3 separate regions of the Mus musculus genome follow, and regions 1 and 2 are each linked to region 3. The links are chromatin contacts, called in public promoter capture Hi-C maps. All regions are on one chromosome and are shown on one strand. The core of a region is the stretch at or near the end of the contact, and the rest is flanking DNA. Distances in the headings are between cores, read along the strand shown. Region 1 overlaps Abr (active BCR-related gene). Region 2 overlaps Efcab5 (EF-hand calcium binding domain 5). Region 3 holds the start of Gosr1 (golgi SNAP receptor complex member 1).

What was found. Promoter capture Hi-C pulls out the DNA fragments that hold promoters and counts their contacts.
Region 1: a contact with region 3 is called in a promoter capture Hi-C map of the C10 cell line, with 2.1 times the contacts expected there. The contact joins the enhancer-like site here to the promoter of Gosr1 in region 3. A contact is called at or near these places in 3 of 39 promoter capture datasets (the 3T3-L1 cell line, the C10 cell line and macrophages) and 2 of 115 datasets of contacts at active chromatin or transcription factors (bone marrow-derived macrophages and effector CD8 T cells).
Region 2: a contact with region 3 is called in a promoter capture Hi-C map of pre-B cells, with 2.1 times the contacts expected there. The contact joins the enhancer-like site here to the promoter of Gosr1 in region 3. A contact is called at or near these places in 8 of 39 promoter capture datasets (the 3T3-L1 cell line, the C10 cell line, the HPC-7 cell line and 4 more), 1 of 15 datasets of contacts at CTCF or cohesin (the NIH/3T3 cell line), 2 of 484 Hi-C or Micro-C datasets (the G1E-ER4 cell line and the N1E-115 cell line), 2 of 115 datasets of contacts at active chromatin or transcription factors (large pre-B cells and neural tube) and 3 of 9 other capture datasets (embryonic stem cells, liver and macrophages).

What each region holds. Positions count from the first base shown.
Region 1 is chr11:76,487,133-76,491,345 of GRCm38.p6, forward strand. The region is part of intron 2 of Abr (active BCR-related gene); the gene reads right to left. Among named protein-coding and RNA genes, the nearest start is that of Timm22, 82 kb to the left of the region's middle. Within about 2 kb of position 2,434, at least 24 of the 459 cell types and tissues checked have an H3K27ac peak or open chromatin away from gene starts, as enhancers often do.
Region 2 is chr11:77,095,420-77,100,089 of GRCm38.p6, forward strand. All of the region lies in intron 17 of Efcab5 (EF-hand calcium binding domain 5), which reads right to left. Among named protein-coding and RNA genes, the nearest start is that of Nsrp1, 19 kb to the left of the region's middle. Within about 2 kb of position 1,747, at least 5 of the 459 cell types and tissues checked have an H3K27ac peak or open chromatin away from gene starts, as enhancers often do. A contact at or near this core is called in pre-B cells, where this site is marked.
Region 3 is chr11:76,761,411-76,766,018 of GRCm38.p6, forward strand. Gosr1 (golgi SNAP receptor complex member 1) reads right to left here and starts at 2,168. Exons shown (of 9, transcript NM_016810.4): 1 at 2,110-2,168. The coding sequence starts at 2,140.

The DNA.
Region 1 (4,213 bases), core at 1,184-3,683, 270 kb before region 3:
GGGTTGGAGAGAATGGGGCGGAAATGGGTATGGAAGCCCTGGCCTTGTGGCCACTTGTGCTAAGGTCTTCCTGTCCTAGGGGCTCAACACCATAACAGGTGTCAGCTGTGGGCCACCCACGCTTACCTCAGCCATTCCTCATGGTGTACGGCTAGGTTTCCCTCCCTCCTGAATTCCTGTTCCCCAGTGGTAGAGATCATGCCCTGTTTAAGCCTGGATGCCAACTGGCACAGTGGCATAGAGAAAGGCGTTAAAATTTTACCTTCAGTGAAGAGCATGTAATTTTCACCAGGCAGGAAAATTTATTTTATTCAAGCTTTATTCCTGGCTGCTCATCAGCCCGCCTCCCTCCCCTCAGCCATGTCTGGATGCTTCCTTGACTATCTCCAGGATTGGTTCCTCCCACCTAAGGTCTCTGAACTGATCTCTGAATCCTCCCTCTCTCCTGCGGTAAAATCAATCTTCCAAGAACATCTTCTGGTCAAGGACTTAATATAAATACTGCAAAATTCAATTAGGAAAGATAGGTTCACTTATCTATTTATTCAACAAATATTTACTGAATGCTCAGCAGCCCCTATGGCTACAACAGGAAGCAAGCAGTCGCAGCCTTCACCTGGTTTATAATCTAGTAGGAGAAGAAAACATTGAAACAGACAACGATAAATAAATAAGGAAGGCCAGAAGCTGTAACTTGGGCTGTAGCATATCTTACTTAAATACCTGTAATGGCCTCAGGCCCTTCCCTACCTCCCAATCTCTTCCAGGGCCAAGGCCCAGCCATTTCTGCCTTTCCAAGAAAGGTAGTCATACTCAGCCCTGAAGCTGGCCTTCTGAGCTTTTTCCTAGGCTAAGTGACACCTCTTCTTCACAGGACGGCTATTCTGTCACTTCTTCCTCGGGCCTTAGCACCTAAGACCCACATGGCCTTGAGGTTACCTGCCTGGCTAGTGGGTGATGTCCCTTAGGCCTTTGCAACAACTGCTTTACGCTCTTCTTCCCCAAGACAAGCTCTTCTTCCCCAAGACAAGCCTCAATCCTGGGTCGCACCTGCCCTTCAGCAGAAAAGGCTTTTAACTCCTCTCCAGACTTGCATATTTGCTTTCCGGCCCTCCGACACCCACACTGAAGTGAGTTCTGTATTCTTCCTTATATAACAGAAACAACACCATTGCATACACTAGCAAGATTTTGCTGAAAGGACCCAGATATAGCTGTCTCTTGTGAGACTATGGCCTAGCAAACACAGAAGTGGATGCTCACAGTCAGCTATTGGATGGATCACAGGGCCCCCAATGGAGGAGCTAGAGAAATTACCCAAGGAGCTAAAGGGAACTGCAACCCTATAGGTGGAACAACAACATGAACTAACCAGTACCCCGGAGGAGCTCTTGTCTCTAGCTGCACATGTATCAAAAGATGGCCTAGTCAGCCATCACTGGAAAGAGAAGCCCATTGGACTTGCAAACTTTATATGCCCCAGTACAGGGGAACGCCAGGGCCAAAAAAGGGGAGTGGGTGGGTAGGGGAGTGGGGGGGTGGGTATGGGGGACTTTTGGGATAGCATTGGAAATGTAAATAAGGAAAATACCTAATAAAAAATATGAAAAAACAAAAAGACAAAAACCAGAAACAAATGAGACTTAAAAGAGGCAGAGCTGGGGTCCACCCCAAGGCCTCCAACGCTAGCTACCTCATCTTCCACTGGGATGTTTCCTTCCCTCTCCCACACCCTTCCCAAGCTTGTACTTATAGATCTGTTGTCTCAAACAGCTCCTTTCTGGGCATCAAATGCACGCACACCCTTAATGTGAGCTAGAAAAAGTCTATCAAGCCACGGAAATCTCTCAAGCCACGGAAATCTCTCAAGCCACAGAGAAAACCCATTCCAGTGTCCCTGAAGACTTTCCAAAGTGAGTATTCTCCACATCTTTTCCTAAGTGGTACAAATGTCTGAACATAGTTGCTCCCCAAACTATGAAATGTTATCTCACCCCAGAGTAAAGACAATGATCACCCTGCAGAGAGGTCCACGTTACTTTAATAACGAAGGGACTTCTCCGGTATGATGGAATTTGAGGAAATTCCTGGTTTACCTTAGTAGTCACGTGTAACAATGAGGTGGAGGGGGTAAAGGTTAAATTGCTGGCTTTGAGGCTAGAGAATGGAACCTGCAACCAAGGGATATAGGGAAAAGGTGAAATAAATTTATTTCTTGAGAGCTTCCTGAAGCTCTACAAGAAACTAAATCAGGGTTGTCTCTAGCCATAAGTTTGCGGCAGCATTAGGAAGCCAGTGCAAACCCCACATTAAGGAAGCACAGAGTTACTTATTGATGGCTTCACAAGTACCAAGAACGGTGCTAAGTGCTCTTCACTGGCATCTCACAATCTGGTAGGTATAATAAACATTACGGCCCTGAGGCACAGAGGGGTGTAAATGGCCAGCTGCTTGGAGACAGCCCAGCCTCCAACAACACCCTGGAGTCCAAGGAGGGCAGGGCTCCAGCTCTCAAAGTCAGATCCACACTGGCCTGCGAGCTGCCTGCTTCCCAAACCTGATCTGCACTTTGCCTTCCAAGCTGGAGGCCACTGCTCCTGTACTGGCCCTCATTCCTCCCATCCAAGGATTCACCTGCGAATCTGGCAAACGCTTGGTAAACAGGTGGGCTTCACCCACTGCAGTGCTCCTTAGCCTCTGTAAAGTTCCTGATCTGAAGAAGCCTTCCTCCACTGTGAAACAACCCATTTTAATAAGACCCTTGCCTCATATGCCTATCCCAAAAGAAGCTTTTGAGAAGAGATCTCTCTGAAAAGTCAATAATCAGTCATTTCCAAGAGTCCCCACTCTGGGCTATACTCCTAAAATTCAAGCTAGGATGGGGTGTAGGCAGCTGAGAATTCAATGATATAAAATTATGCTCTGTGAATTTTACTAACAGTCAGCCTGCTGCTCAGCTAGCACTGAAAAATCTTCCATCTTTGGACAGAGAGGGCTTTCTTCATATCACGTATGTTTCTGCTTTGGGACAATCTGGAGATGGTTGGCCCTGGTTCTGGAGTTATTGCCTGGCTGCTACCCTCTTGCAGCATACTCAATAAACTTAAAAACAAAACAAAACCTAGAAATTGATGGCTGTTTCCTCAGTCCTTGTGGGAGAGATTGTTTGTTTCATAAAACAACAGCGCTCAGAGTTCACTTGTTCCTTCTCTACTACACATGCCGGATGGTTGTTCTCAGCATGTTTTCCAGAGGAGCCCACATGCATCAAAAGCCCTGGGCAAATGCTCTGCCATGCAGCCAACCTTTCCCCAACACAGAAATGCTGTCACCCGCTTCTCTCCAATGGGGCTTATAAATCAGATCCTTCGTGGGCACCTTCATCCCCAGCGATTTACACAAACTGCTAGACTGCTAGTTTGTCATCTTGAGGCCCCTAAATCAACACACCGGGTCACTATGGTAGTATCTATTGATAAGCCATGGGCGGCTCTGGCCTGGGCTTCCACAGAGCTTAGGGCTAAATAAAGCCTCCTAAGGTTTGGTTCTAAGCCAAGTCAAGAAACAATCTTTCCATGGCCCTTTATCTTCTCCAAGGCAACAGTGAGGACTAAGCAGCCCAGCTCTAGCTGTGCGTGAAGCCACAAGCTAACGGCGAGGGTCTGAGACTTTGCAGACTGCGTAATTTAGCCCACAGGCCACACCAGTTTGCAAGGGACACTCAGGATTAGAGCAGATGCCATGTGGGGTTGTACTCACATCAGGGCCTGATGCCCAAGTCAAGCCATAGCCTTAGGACAGCTGGGCCCGCTCATACCTAAGAGAGAACAGTGCTTGGAGTCTCTCTTCCCCCAGGTACCCCTTTTCTTGGTGGTAGTCCTTCACATTCCACCCTCCTGCTGTCTGAGCTACGGCCAGATTCATATACTCCATATACATTGAAGAACCTCAGTTGCTCATACCCCATCAGTATAACCTTGCCACACTGGCATAATAAAAGTTTTCAAGATGTAGACTAGGCTGGCCTTGAACCCACAGAGAGCCTCCTGCCTCTACCTCCCAAGTACTGGGATTAAAGACATGCCCTACCATTCCTTGGCCAATACAGATTTTATTACAGTCTTATCCTAAGCTTTATATCAAATCATAGAAATGATATATGAGTCCTGTTCTTCCTCATATACATTAAAACACACCTAACTATAAAACATGT
Region 2 (4,670 bases), core at 497-2,996, 330 kb after region 3:
ATTCCTGCAGCAGCCGGCAGCCCCGCTGACTGGTCGCTGACTATCCCCCCCCCCCGCCCCTCCCCCACCACAAAGCCTTTCTAACAGAGGTCTTATTTTCTCCTCCCCCACTCCTGTCCCTCTTTTCTTCTTTTAACCCTGGCTATCCTGAAACTCACTCTGTAGACCAGGCTGGCCTGGAACTCACAGTGATTGCTTCCCAAGTGCTGGAATTAAAAGTCAGCATTACCCTGCCCAGTTCCTTATATTTCCTGATTTTATTTTTTAGGTGGAGTCTTGCCATGTAACTCGGGTTGACTTTTGAACTCATACTCCTTCTTCTGCCTTAGTCTTCAAGCGCTAGGAGTGGGAGCCACTATCCTGGCCATCAGAGTGACTCTTTGAAAGCATACGCCATGTCACGAAATTCTCCAGCTTATCCTTTTTCTCACAGTCTGTTTGGACAGTGTGAAACTCTGACTGATTCGGCCCACTGCCCCACCCATCACCTTCTATGTGCCTCTAGTTCTCTTGCTCTGCTCCTGACACAGTGTCCTCCCTGTTTCACCACACCGTGTATTCCTGCTTTAGAAGGTCTTTGCTTTGGTTCCTTGCCCTGCTTGAAGTACTCGCCACAGACGGATCCATATAGCTGAGTTCCTTGCTTAAATCTTACCGTATGACAAGGTCTCTCTTAACTATCTATTTATATTTGAACTGCTTCACACAAGACCTTAGGTGAGATCCACCACATCACCTAAGAGAAAACAAAACTCCATCCCACACTCCTTCCCTGTCTCCCACCAACGCCACCCAATCACCTTACCCTGCTTACTTATTTTATCACGAATTTATAAAACAGTTTTATTATTTTTTAATGTACATCTGGTATTTGGTCTACACATATGCCTACGTGAGGGAGTCAGATCCACTCGAACTTGAGTCAGACAGTGGTGAGCTGCCATGTGGGTGCTGGGAATTGAACCCAGGTCCTCTGGAAGAGACCAGTCAGCACTCTTGGACTTTGAGCTGTCTCTCCAGCTCCTTAGCATTATTATTTTTTGTTATCAAGGTATATATTTGTTATGTTTACTGCCCTGTGTGAGTGTGTTTATGTGAGATGTATGTATGTGTGATTGTGTGTGTGTCTGTGTGAGCATAGTGCTCTGCCACCGGCTCCATCCCAGCCCTGCCTTGTTTATTCTCTGCTTTCCTCTGTTTTTGTCTTAGATAGGCTCTCACTCTCCTGATAGCATGCAAGAGCCACCTTGGAGTTGTGAGCTTCTTGAGAGCAGGGACTTTAATCAGCTTTATTCTCTGTTGGTCCCCAAAGTCCTAAGACAGAGCCTGGCACAGAGCCAACATTCCTTTAAAGTGGCTGAGTGAAGGATGAAGGAATAAAGTTTGGGGAGCAGGCAGAGACGAAGGGCGGCAATGCTAACAGGAGAAGAGAGGATAAGCCAGCAATGGAGGAGGCTTACACTTGCCTAGCCCAGCAGCCTCACTGGATTCAGAGAGGTGTCCAGATGCATTTAGGAAAGAGTGAGAGACCTAGTAATGCCCCTGCCCCTGCAGCGCTGGGTGATTTCCTCTCATTTCATCTCAGGGTAACATCTTGGGAGTGGGGACTAAGAGTGCAGTTCCCCAGTGAACATGGCAGGACCCTTGGGAGATGTTCTAAATATGGAGGCCCGCAGACTCCCCCTCAGGCCCTAGGAGTTGGGAAGAGAGGCTGTTTCCTGTCCAGACAGTAAGGGAAGAATCCAGTCCCACCAGAAGCCAACGGTCCAAGATAAAGAACTTAGAGAAGCGTGCACACAGGAAGTCACTTCACTCTTCAAACCAGCAAATCATCACGTGGAGATGCAGGGATTCAAACACCAAAGGAGAAAGAGAGGGAGGAGAACACTGCAAGACTGCAATCATCAGTGCCCTGGGAGACCCGAGGTGAAATGTGAACAGAGGTGCAGGGGCTCTCGCTCACACCGCCCCAATCCACAGCTTAGCAGGTAAGAACTTAAAAAACAGAGAAATAAATAAATAAATAAATAAATAGGAAAAGTAAAAGCAGCACAAAGGAGGGCAGGGGATGGGAGAGAAACCAGGACGCTTGTTTACCTATTTGCAGACATGGGGAATCAAGCCTAGGGCTTTGTGCACGCCAGCTCTACGACTTAAGCTGTACTCTACCCACTAAAAATAGCACTTTGAAGATTGAGTCTAGGAGACCCAATGTCTGAATAAAGTGTTAGAAAGAAGGAACAGAAGGAAGGGAGAGGAGGGTCACCATCAGCCTCCAGGTCACCTGTGCTGGATACATGAACTACCCTCCAGCTGGCTGAGCAGAGAAGAGGTTTGTGAAGAAAAAGATGCCCCCTTCCAAGCAGACGTAGCATCAAGTCAAGGCAGGCACAGCGCTCAGTCAGTGGAATCGGGTTAGAGAGTGAGCGGACATTTGCCCACTCAGGTGTGTGTGTGGGTGGGGGGGGGGGCTTTGTGCAGCGCACAACTTGCACAGCTGTAATAGCACCCTTGATGCTATGTATGTAGGTATCCAGGAGGTGAGGACCTAGATTTCACAACTGAAGAGACCCAGCAAGAACCCAGACCAATGGGTGGAAACAGCCACACCAAGGCTTCTCACCACAAAATCTCACAGCTCTGGGGATAAAGGAGAAGCAAAACACAAGTAACATGTGCAAACTCAGAAAACAAGGAAGGCTTCCCACATCTCAATAGCAGCCTTGCAAGTCAAAAGGCCATAGAGACACAAAAGTTACACAGAAGAGCTGCCATTGATCTAACCACTTCACCCCTAAGGTCTGAGCCCAAGAGAACAGAATACTCATCTTCTTAAACAAAACAAAAGAAAACAAAACAAAACAAAATCACCACCATCCAACAAAACAACTGTAAACAAAACAGTCCTGGTAACACAATCCCAACAGTAAAAAAAACGAAGATCCCAGGGGCCCATGATCCAATACGTGGATAAGTGAGCTATAGCATATCCACGTATAGATAACTCAGGAATAAACAACTACCATTCACCAAAATGTAGACGAACCCTGCAAACACTAGGATGAGCAAACAAGACACCACCGATTGCATAATACCATTTGTACCAAAAGTCAGGACAGGCAAATCCAAACAGACAGACAGAAAGCAGATACACGGTTGCTCGGGAACAGAGTGCGAGAAGAGGGAGCCAGCACTAATGGGCTACAGCTTACTTTTGAAAATGTCATAAAATTAGATAGTGTTAATGATTGGTGTACTATCCAAACGGAGTAGTTCAGAACGCACGAGTGTATGTGACGTGATCTATGCGTCTCTTGCTTTCCTTCGAGACAGGCTGGCTTGAACTTGTTATGGACTCAAGGGTGGCCTCTTAAGCCTCTCAAGCTCTTAAGTGAGCGTAAGGCCTCTCAGCCTCTACCTCCCAAGTGCTGGCGTTGCAGGCTGGGGCCTCCATGCCTCCTTTTCTGTGGGATCGGGCGTTGATCCCTCAGCCATGCATATGTGTGGCATGGACCCTAACAAAACGACCTATGTCCCAAGTTTGGAAGCTCATGTTTTTTTAAAATGAGGTATCTCATTTAAAACACACACACACACACACACACACACACACACACAAAACAAAAAACAGACAATGAATGGATCAATGTGTCTCTGGTTAAAGAGTTTCCCCCAATCTGGTGACAGAGAGAGAGGAAGTCAAACAGAACCTCCTGAGTCCCCAAAACTCCTAAATGTCTTCAAAAGGATTTTCCCCGGCAAAGTTCAAATCAAGTACGAGTGATGAAGTGAAAACGTTTTCAGACATAAAATCCTCTTCCTCAGACAACCACTACTGGAGGAGGGCACAGAGGTCAAGGGCTTGCTCAGCTAAGTGTGGGACCCTCGGTCCTAGACCCAGCACTTAAGGAAAAGCCAGGAGAAAGGTAACTGCTATTGGGTAAGGACGACCAGTGAGAGACTTTGGAGCTGTCAGTCCTGAATGGGACACTGTTATCGAACTCCTCCCCTCAAGGCTTAAGGTCTGTGTGGAAGAGGAGACAGACAGACAGACTGACTGTAAGAGCCAGAGGTGGGGGATGAAGCCAAGGAACAACGTCTTCTAGACCCGACAAGGTTGCTACACGTACGAACTCACAGAGACTGTGACACGTTCAAGCTAGACAAAATCCCAGCACAGAGAAGGGGAAGCGGACACAAAGTTCCATCCCTAACCAAGAAGCTATTTGGAGATGGTTCCTGCTGGGAAAGGGACACTCAGTTTTCCCGGGTGGGGTGTCTATCAACCACACTCCAGATCCTATGCTCTTCCCGGCATGTCCAATCTCGGAGAGAACCTGCAGATATTGCCGGTACCATCTCATGCTTCCTGAATAAGAGATTTTTTTTTTTAACATAGCCTGTTTTTTTTTTTGGGGGGGGGTTGTTTGTTTGTTTGTTTTGTTTTGTTTCGAGACAGGGTTTCTCTGTATAGCCCTGGCCGTCCTGGAACTCACCTTGTAGACCAGGCTAGCCTCGAACTCAGAAATCCGCCTGCCTCTGCCTCCTGAGTGCTGAGATTAAAGGCGTGCGCCACCACGCCTGGCGATTTTTTTTTCAAAGCTGCAGGAAGGCCACACAAACTTTGTATAATAGATTGCCCCTGCCACAAGGGTCCTCTCCTGACACAA
Region 3 (4,608 bases), core at 918-3,417:
TAAGATATTTTAAGAAAGGCAACTATGAAAATGATCACATATTGATCTCTGATCTAGTTACTCAGAAACCAAAGGCATGTCTAAGAAAATAAATTGGTCAAGTATTTAAAGTTCAGATGGGAGCCATGAGGGAGGCAGTTGTGGGAGACACACAACCTGTCCCTTTTCTTTCAAAGACAGCTTGACAGCCAGTGCCATAGCATCCCTGAGAATGCTCTCATAGCAACAACCAACTGCTGTAACTTAAAGGGCAACAAGGGGAGAATATAAATCACGGAGAAATGAAGATGGTCTATAACCCTCACATCAGTTTACCAGATAGCTTTCTAAGAAGCTAGCATTCTTTTTGACACAGTTTTCTTTGTTTCAAAACTCTGTTAGGAGTTTGGGTCTTGCCTTTTCGTTTTTCAAACAGGCAAAATACCTCAGCAATTAAACACAAGGAAAAAGCAAAAGCAAATTAATAAAAAAAAAAAAATTGGGGGGGTATCAGGTAAAAACAAAGAGTACACTTTGAACAAGACAAATGTGACAGGTTTTTTTTTTTTTTTAAAGCATATGTTTTAAAAGTAGAAGCAAACAGATAAACTGGTGTAGAAGCTTGGTTTCTGAACGGCTGAATGAAAGGAGCCATACTTGGAAACCCAATATGTATGTACATACGTACGTATGTATGTATGTATGCATGCATATATGTGTATGTGTGTGTGTGTGTTCATGGTGAAATTCAAATGAAAGGAGTAAACACAGGAAGGAATAATGTAAGAATGTCTCAGGACTAAAGAATATCAAGACACTGTGTCATTATATTTTGCAATCCAAGGCAGGAAGCAGAATTATATGGTGGAGTGTATCTACCCAGAGACCAAATCCCACTCCTAACGTCAGCTCAGCCACCTATTGTCTTTGAGATTTACTGATGATCCAGTTCATTTAAAAACCTCAAGCTTTCAGTTTTTCTATACATGCTTAAAGCATCTGGTACAAAGATATATTGTCAATATATTAATTGCTTTAATTATTACAGTATAGTGTTTCAAAAACCCACAGCCTAATGACTATCAATAATGACTATCATAGCAGCTACTCCTATCTACATAGTTTAAAAAGAAATTCTAGCTACGACAAGTATTTCCAAAGGGCATTTTAAATACACATTTTAAACTATAGGCATGTTTCTCTGTAATTCTATTTATCTATTTAGTCTAATGAAAAGCATAAAGTAGAATGTATTTTGAAAACATGACAGAACATAAAATTCAGTCCCTTAGATCTACTGGCTGATGGTGACAATACCATATTTCCCAGGGGCTTCATGGGACAAAAAGAGGAAATAGGCTTAAAAACTAAATAAGCAAAAGGTTAAATGAAACAAAGTGGGCCATTTCTGATCTCTGTGGATCACTGTGGACTAGGAAGGTTTTGTGTGACCTCACTTGAGTGGACCAGACTTTCAGGAATTAAATAAGCACAACTGAAGGTTTTCCTGGCGGGAGACGAACAGCAAACGTATTCATTAGAACCTTTTTTTGCTATCATTTTTAACAAAACCGATCTTGGAGTCCAGGGAAGAAGGTACAGTTATTTTCAGTATTCTGTCACCCAGTCGTCATTAAAGTCTCAATCTCAAATTGCCAGTTGGGGTCCAGGAGGAGACGACCATCCACTAAAATATCCCTGCAAGGCTGGCGCTGACAAGTCCCTCCTCACTCCTAGTTGTCTGACAGTGACCTCAACTCCAAGGTTCTGACTGCTCGTCTTCCGGGCTCTGGATATTGTTGCTCAACACCCTCCTCCCAAGAGCTCGTCCCCGCAGCCCCATCCGGAGAGCCTCACTACCCCTCACACACTTCCATCTGGAGCCTCAGGCGCCTCTTCCTCTCCATCCCGGCTCCCTCCACTCCCGGACCCAACCCCTTCCCAGGTCCGGCTCACTCCGCCCCAGCTCCTTCCCCAAGTTCCCAGGCCCAGGGCTCCTCTTGGACAACCTCATCCCAAAGTGTGGCTCATTCCGTAGCCTGGCTCTTCCCTCTGCTGCCTCCCTCAAGATCCAGCCTCATTAAGTTCACTCTGCACCCGGTGGAACCCACTCCGAGGCCTTGCCCTCACCTTCCCAGTAATTGCTGGTTCCTGCCGCCATCTTTGTTGCCCAACGTCAGTCGGGACAGGCGAGTAGAGGCCTTGAAGGCCAGAGAGTCACCTCCACGCCTTCTTCCACCCCCGAGCGCCGAGGCTGATGGGATACGCTAGCCTCCTTAGACACTGCCACCTGGTGGACAATTCGTTATTTTACAGCTTTAAGTAGCTCGTTTGAAAGCGTCGTTTAGCTGTTCTGGGTGTTCATACCACATCTTTTCAGTCTTCAGTCTTCAATTTCTTCATCTCGGATTGTTCTTTTCAGCGGGTGACTTAGAGGAGAGACACAATTTCCATTATCTCCCCTTAAATAGGATGTCTTGGGACCGGAGGTGGGGGGGTGGTGGTGGTGGTGTCAAGCTTAATGGGGCAGGTGCCTTGCCTGAATGTAAGAGGGTCTGGGTTCGACCCCCAGCATTCCATAAACAGAACATGGTAGTATATGCCTTTAATCCTAGTACTCAGAATGTGGGGATAAAAAGACCAGAAGTTCAAGGTCATCCTCAGCTACATAGAGAGTTCAAGGCTAGGTGGGGATAAATGTCTCAAGAAGAAAAAGAAAAAGAAAAAGAAAAAGTACCTTCAATCAGCATTTTCCTTTCTCAGAGCCAGTGGTTCTTTTCCTGCCCATCTTCCACTGTCCAGTATGTAAAGTTCCTTCCCTGGTTGACTTCCCTATGTCTACAGCAGAGCATCAGTCCTCTGTCCCTTGCTAACAGCTTCCATGTGCCCACAGCCTGAAGCTCACTGATGTCGTTAGACTAGCTGGCTATCCAGCCCCAGTTTTGGCTTTCCCAGTGCTGGGATTACAGACATATGATGACACGCCTGGCCTTTTCATGTTTGTCCTAGGGATCTGAACTCACATCCTAATGCATGCATGCCAAGCAATTTACTGGCTGAGTATAATATGCATTATAGTAATAAATTGTTATGTGTTGTTTAAGTCCATTGAAAAGCTGGTTGTGGACATAGGGTTGTCACCCCGTGCCCCAGTCACACACATACTTAATACCCAAGCATATTTCTTGTAAATTGTCCCAGAGACCCCCTGGCTGGGGATGGGCTACCTGGCTGGCTCTGTGAGAAAGCAATAGTGTAGCAAAATGGCCCAAAGAGTAAAAAATACCAGGTCCGGGAGGACAGAAGGAGAGTATCTGAGTTAACACACCGTGTCCTTGATCACAGCTGATCATTCCCTCTGACCTTCCTGACATAAAGATGCCCACGGTGGGAATGGTTCATTGGACATCTTACCTAAGAGAAGCCGTTCTTCCTGGAACCCTTTTTGTGGGTCAGAGAGAGGCTCCAACTAGCTGGTTTTTGCTCTCCAGGTCTCCTCCGTTGCTTTCTGCTGGATGACGTAAGTGTCTGATCTCATGAACTACTACCTCCTGCTTGCTGTCTCTTTCTTTCATTTCTGTTTGCTGTATACCTAAAAACCAAACTTGCTTGAAAATAGCACAGCGATTGCAGATCATTCTTTGTTCAGGACACTGGGCCATCTCCCCAGGTCCCTGGCTATGCATTTCTTAAACTCGATTTCCCATTGTTCTGTTTGGAGAACATCTTCTATTCTGCCTGCAGGGTGATTGACAGACTAGCGGGTGTTTCCCTGCCCGCTGCAGGTTGCTGCTGAACCTATCTGGTGAGCTTATTCCCATCATTGACTTTTTCAGGTCTTTTGCACTCACTTCTTCTTTTCTTTGTGGAGACTGTTCCCTGCTGATGCTTTTTAAAACCATTGGTCACACGATTGTTTATAGCTGGGTGTGGTGGCGTGCTCCTTTAATTCCAGCCCTTGGGAGGCAAAGGCAAGTGGATTTCTGTGAGTTTGAGATGGTCCGGTTTACACAGTGAGTTCCAGGACAGCCAGGGCTATGTAAGCAATGGTTCTCAACCTGTGGGTTGTGACTTCCTTGGGGTGGGGTGGAGGTGTCAAAGGACTCTTTCACAGGGGTTACCTAAGACCATCACAAAACACAGATATTTTCACTATGATTCATAGCAGTAGCAAAATTACAGTTATGAAATAAAATAACTTTATGATTTGGGGTCAAAACAAGATGAGGAACTGCATTAAGGGTCACGGCATCAGGAAGGTTGAGAGCCATTAGCTTACAGTGTTTCTAGTCTGTACCTTTTGCCATTTCTGGTGCGATGTAGGTATGTAAGACCCAAAATGACCCCCAGGAACTCACTGGCACGTTGTTCTTTGGATCCTGAGGTTTCTAGCCTCTGACATCTTTCCTCTTTTCAACGTCTAGTTGTTCTACCTACGACGCACAAGTTCTCACTGTCCTTCGAAGGAAGAATACAAACATGTTTATCTTGTCGAGAAATGAAGCTTTTCATGTAAATTTTCTCTAACAATTCGTCTTATCTCTTTATCTTCTCTCCGTTCTTGAACTTATTCATTGCCATCATTTTAGTAATGTTTGAGTGACAGTTGAAAATAATTGTACTTCCCAC